Regions from separate parts of the Sus scrofa genome. Here region 2 is linked to region 1. The links are chromatin contacts, called in public HiChIP or PLAC-seq maps. All regions are on one chromosome and are shown on one strand. The core of a region is the stretch at or near the end of the contact, and the rest is flanking DNA. Distances in the headings are between cores, read along the strand shown. Region 1 overlaps REV3L (DNA polymerase zeta catalytic subunit). Region 2 overlaps FYN (FYN proto-oncogene, Src family tyrosine kinase).

Region 1 (3,050 bases), core at 253-2,752:
TTGTACCAGCTTACAGTGCAGGAGGGTTCCCTTTTCTCCACACCCCCTCCAGCATTTGTTATTTGTGGACTTATTAATGATGGCCATTCTGACTGGTGTGAGGTGGTATCTCATGGTAGTGGCTCAGTGGGTAAAGGATCCAGCATTGTCACTGCTGTGGCATGGGTTTGATCCTTGACCTGGGAACTTTTGCATGCTGTGGGCATAGCCAAAAAAAAAGAAAGAGAGATTTTTAACTTTAGCGTTGTTTTTTCCCATCAGAGAATTAAAACATGTGTCTCCTGTACACTAAATAATCTATAGAAATTTCATAAAACAGAAATTACAGGAGACAAAATGAGTAATTATCAGAAACATTAATCATAGGAGGTTTGATACACCTCTCCCAGCCCAAGACCAGTTAAATGACCAAAAATATAATTATTAAAGATCTAAAAGATATTATAAGATAGACCTTGTGATTATATATCAAACTCTGTAACCCAATATTAGAGAATATACTTTCTTTTAAGTGTTTATGGAATACTAAAAAATCAACTATATCTTATATCAAGAAAACCTTAATAAATTTCAGGAAGTAGAAATACTGCAAAATATTTTATTGGTACAATTCTGTAAAGCTAGGAATTTATTATAAACTCAGAAAACAAAATGACCCTTTTATTTGGAAATTTTAACATTCCCTAGTTAACAAATGATACATTTAAGATTCTAGACAGCCATAGCAGATCTCAGAAAAAAAATCATCGCCTTAAAAATTTTTAATAATAAACATGAAAAATTAAACATCTTACTCAAAATTGTTTTAAAAAATAGTAAAATGAGCCAAAGGATAACAAACGGAAAGAACTAATAAGTATTAAAGCTTTTTATTTATTTATTTATTTATTTTTTGTCTTTTTGCCTTTTCTAGGGCTGCTCCTGCGGCACATGGAGGTTCCCAGGCTAGGGGTCCAATCGGAGCTGTAGCCACCAGCCTACGCCAGAGCCACAGCAACACAGGATCTGAGCCACATCTGCAACCTACACCACAGCTCACGGCAACGCCGGATCGTTAACCTACTGAGCAAGGCCAGGGACTGAACCCGTAACCTCATGGTTCCTAGTCAGATTCATTAACCACTGCACCACGGAGGGAACTCCTAAAGCATTTTTTTAAATGGCCACTAAAAAGTAACTTTCCAGGTTGTGGTGTTTAAAGTTTTAAACATAAGCTGCTTGGGGTTTAAATCACCAGTAAAGGATCTTGAAACTACAAATCGAGTTAAATTTAGTGAGGCAAGTAATTCTATCCTGGTTGATTTATCAGACAAGCACAGAGAAGGCATAAATATTTATGAGTTTGTCCCAGCACCTGAACATACCCACAGCACATAGAGCAGTAGTACACATGTTCTGTATTTGGAAATGGGCTCGAGTCTTGTGGCAGAGAGCTAGTTGGTGAAAGTCTTCAGAGTAGAACACTTCAAAACTGCAAGAGTACAGTGAAGCCCAGTGCTCTCAGCAGAGTGCTCGTGGCATTACCGTAATAGCAGATGCAGTAACAAGTGTGCTCAGAAAAACTGGCCCTTCAACTGACTGGAGATACTGGCCCAAAGACAAAAATGTACTGCCCTACGAGACCTCTCTCAAACAGAAGCTGTTTGATACAGATCCCAGAATTAACTAGAGCAGGCCTGATTTCTCTCTTAAAAGATAATCTGGTATAGTAGCTGCTATTAGTATCCTTTTTTTTATCACTTGGATACACTATTCACAGTAAAATTAGCCTGCATATTCTTGACCCGTGGGGCCCTCACTACTATCCTTTGAAGTTTTTCATGTTTTATCATCTTTTTTTTCTAAACTGTATGTGTAACCCGAGACATTGCATATTAAAAGCTGATCATTATGTAAGACATGACACTTCTCTTTAAAATTTGCCCCTTTTTTTGGCCACACCCACACCCAAATGGAAGATCCTGGGCCAGGGATCAAACCTGCACCTCAGCTGCATTAACCCACTGCCACTGCACCACATAGGAACTTCCAAAATTTGCCTTATGATTCATTATTTTCTTTTAGGTTGGATATCATTATACATCAGAATCACCTGAAAACCCTAGAAAGTACAATATATATATATATATATATATATATATATATATATATATATATATATATATTCTTAGACTAATGCCTGAGCCCCACCCCAGACCATGAATCAGAATCTCTGGGCATGACAGCCTGTTTTTAAGCTCATGTATAACCAAGGTTGAAGCTACTTTTAAATTTACATGCTTTGGCTTTCATTTTTTTTCCATACCGGCATTTTCTCTTCTGAAATAAGAAAGTGGATGAGTTTTTATGATTAGTGCATTAAATGATAAATCTGAAGACGTTTGAAAAACCATTGTACATAGCTTGTTTAAGAGACAGTCTTTGAATGATAACTAGGTAGCTGTTATGTGGATCTTAATATAATAGGATTCTACTATAAATTTAAGTTAATCTCTGGAATGAAATGAATCCTTAGGGAATTTTATGCTTTATATTTTGTGAAATAATATCCTTTAGAAATGTCTCAACATAGGATTGGCTATGCTTCAAAGAGATAAAAATTAATGAAACTTTCAGTGGTACGTCCATATGTTTGCCAGTAATCTGTGGTCTGTCATACAGGAGGGCTTATAAAAATGTGTTGTTTCCATGTATATATAGAAATGTTCCTATCATTTTATGTACTTCTCTTATACTTTCAGATATGCAGAAACTGTACCGGTTGCTTTGATCGACATATCCCGTGTGTTTCTCTGAACTGCCCAGTACTTTACAAACTCTCTCGAGTAAATAGAGAATTATCCAAGGCACCATATCTCCGGCAATTACTAGACCAGTTTTAAGTTGTCAATATCACAGAATTCCAGGTGCTATTTTTTTCAGTGTTTACCACTAAACTGTTGTGCATGGTGCTTTTTCAACTTTCATCAAGTCAAGTATGTTCATTGTCTGTCTGTTATCTGGAGACTATGAAGACTTTTATGCTAACTGAATTAAAAATTGTACTTGTT
Region 2 (3,050 bases), core at 215-2,714, 420 kb before region 1:
AGTGAGCATGCCCATGCATCACACACACACACCACACACACACACACACACACACACACGCATGCCAGTACAGGGCCAGATGGCAGCCATATCACTAATCAAAGGCATGCAGGCAGCTGTGATTGGCACTGGCCATCCGGAGAGGAATGTGGGCATGATTTGGAGTCAAGATGAGTTGAGAGGGCCTGATGTGCCCCCAGGTCTGAGACCTGGCCCTGATGAGAGAGTTTACCCTGAGGCAGACCTGTCAGACCCCAGCTCACGGACCCAGAAGGACAGAAGAGTGCGTGAAGGGCACAAGACATGAATATATGATTTAGGAAGGAGCTGGCAATGGAGAGGGACGTGTCGGCGTTCTGTCGGATGTGAGTGGGGTTCTGGTGCCAGAGGGAGTGGTTCAGGATCAGCCTCTCCCCTTCTCCCAGGCTCTGGATCTATGGGATCTGTGGTTCACAGCCTTGAACCATCCGTAAATGAGAAGGTCACAGGGCCAGGAGCCAGAGCATGCTGGCCGGGGTGCTGCTGACAGAGCTTGGTGTTTAGTTTACAGAGCCAGGTGCCCTGGGCAATGCTGTGCAGGGGAAGGCATGTCAGGAGCCCATCACTGCTGTCCCCTCACTGCACGCTGCTGCCATGGAGCAGGGCCCAAGCAGCCACCCTTCAGCCCTGGCCACCCAGCCCTGCCTCCTCACTGTGAGCTGTCCTGACTGCCTTTCTGGTGGCTTCCTCTACTGTCACCTGCCCAAATGTTTTTCAAGAGATCCACCTCACACCCTTTGTACTATGTTTCCTTCCTTTCATTGCCAACTAGAGTACACCACTCTTTCCTCTTAAAATTCTTTTTTTCTTCTCTTCCCTTTTGCAAGTATCTTCAGATCCATGCTAAACACTGGAAGGAGATAAGTAAGGAGAAGTAAATGGACTGGAAAACTGAACTTAGGGGATGAAACCAAAGACTGGGGACCTAGGATTTGCAAGGAGAATAAAGGAAATGCTGCAGGGGAGGAAAAGGGGGAGCTGGGGTATTCGTAGAATACCTACCCAGGGCCAGGCCCAAGCAGGCACATGCAAGGAGTAGAGCGGGAAAAATAGAAACGGGTTCAGAGGGGTTAAGTAAGTTGTATAAAATCACACAGCTAAGAAAATGGCCAAGGCAGGATTTGAATCCAAGTGTGGCTGGCCCCGTGCATCTGCCCTCTTAAGCTATGCTGACTGCTTTTCATCAAGACAATGATTAAAAGAACAGAAGATAAAAATGGAGGCGATTAGTCATCAGTTCCTTTTCCCTGCTATTTTATGGGAAAGCTTTTAAGGGGCACCTTCTGAGGTGCATGTGTGAGGGAGTTGGAAGAATGCATTTTCCAGCTCTGGGACAGCCTGGCTGTTTACACAATTCCTCCCGAGTGTCTGCCCTTCCTAGGCCACTTTATGAGGCAGGCAGGGCGTGGAGTGTATCTGCCAGTGTCCTCTGCAGATGGCACGTGTGCTTCGTGCCGAATTTTCTGCAGGGGATTCATCATCTCCTCCAGACAGCTGCTCCATGTGCCTGAAAATATTTGCACATCAGGTTTTATGTTCCCCACAGGCCGCAGCCAGGCCACATCTTGATTGTGGAAGTGTGGGCAGTGTTCAGAAGTGTGTGCCTATCACAGGTATTTTAGGACTGTGAGTGACAGTTGTTTCTCAACACAGTTGTGAGTCTCCTATCCAAGAACACAATGAAATATCCTTTGTCTGCCTGCGCCCACCCCCCACCCCCACCCCCCGCCACCCGGCTAGAACTAGAATACGCCACTCTTTCCTCTTAAAATTCTTTTTTTCTTCTCTTCCCTTTTCCTCTGGGATGAGCTGACACATCCCAGAGGAAAAGCAGAACTGGAATTCTGTGGTCTTTTCTTCCTCCGGCTCCTGGCCCCACTGGACTGTAAGCGGCAGCCTTTCATCAGGGAGAAGGTACAGACCAGGCTCAGAGCCCAGGAGGGTGGTCCTCCACCAGCTGCATTCTGGAGGCCGCAAGAAATTGTTTAGGGGTATCGCTCATTCTCTGTTACCTCTGCCTGTCCCCCTGTGACAGCGGCTAGATCTTCTTTAGTCGTGAACCCTTTGTTCCACTATGTTCAGTCAGGATCTCTAAGTAAAGCAACATGAACTGAGTGCCTTTCCAAGTGCAAGAGCTTTGCTAGGAGCCTCAGGGAGAAAGAAGCCCAAGTCTGTCCAGGGGCAGGCAGTAAGCATGAAGCCAGACCGAACCGGATTTGAAACCCAGCCCTGCCACCTGCCAGCTCCAGGGCCTTGGGCATGTTACGTAATTTTTCTGCACCTCAGCTTGCTTATCTATAAAGTGGAAATATATCTTACCTGCTTTGTGCTTTAATTTTTGCAAAGATTAAGTGAAACAATACGTGTAAGTTGTTCAGCATGTTGCCCAGGGCATAGCAATTAACAAAAAGGACTCTGAGCGTTACGTCCCGGACAGACCAAGTTCTTGAGGAATAAACAGATGAGAGCATGTGCTGTAGACACATGGAGAGGCTCACACACCATTCGGGAAGGGGAGAGAGGGATCAAAGCTAATTCCTGGGCGGTCAGATGTGAGTAATGGCAAGGATGAAGTTGCCAGCAGCGGGAACAAGTAGGGAAGAAGGTCAGGAAGAACGAGGGTGAGTTCGGCTTGGAGTTTGTGGAGCTTGAGGTTGTCGTGCCAGTGAGTCTGAGCTTGGTGTCCATGCCTAGAGAGGTGTGTCCTCCCCTAGCCTCTCTGCCAGGGGGGCCTCGCCTCCCAGCCTTCCCTGCCATGTCGCCACCCCTCAGCCGTCTCCCTCCCAACCCCACCCTGCCTGCACCCTCCCCTGAGGTCTGGTCACAGCCCCCTCCCTCCCCAACCCTGCACCTTCACCCCAGAGGCAGTGCAGGCATCACAGGATCTGGTGTCCCATCATCCTCATACGTCCGACGCTGTCCCCTGGGCCACTCACCAGGGTGGCTGTCACCAGGCCTTGCTTTCCAAGCCTCTCAGCCCTCCAGCCATGGTTCCTCCAGAGCTCACACAG

Evidence for each region. HiChIP or PLAC-seq counts read pairs in DNA pulled down with a chosen protein or histone mark.
Region 2: an H3K27ac HiChIP or PLAC-seq map of skeletal muscle shows a contact between it and region 1. The contact joins two enhancer-like sites. A contact is called at or near these places in 2 of 47 Hi-C or Micro-C datasets (embryonic fibroblasts and epiblast stem cells) and 1 of 2 datasets of contacts at active chromatin or transcription factors (skeletal muscle).

Annotation. Positions count from the first base shown.
Region 1 is chr1:77,197,408-77,200,457 of Sscrofa11.1, reverse strand. REV3L (DNA polymerase zeta catalytic subunit) reads left to right here. Exons shown (of 33, transcript XM_021091241.1): 33 at 2,742-3,050. The coding sequence ends at 2,882. Among named protein-coding and RNA genes, the nearest start is that of MFSD4B, 40 kb to the right of the region's middle. Within about 2 kb of position 1,502, at least 2 of the 83 cell types and tissues checked have an H3K27ac peak or open chromatin away from gene starts, as enhancers often do. A contact at or near this core is called in skeletal muscle, where this site is marked.
Region 2 is chr1:77,612,420-77,615,469 of Sscrofa11.1, reverse strand. The region is part of intron 9 of FYN (FYN proto-oncogene, Src family tyrosine kinase); the gene reads left to right. Among named protein-coding and RNA genes, the nearest start is that of FYN, 28 kb to the left of the region's middle. Within about 2 kb of position 1,464, at least 8 of the 83 cell types and tissues checked have an H3K27ac peak or open chromatin away from gene starts, as enhancers often do. A contact at or near this core is called in skeletal muscle, where this site is marked.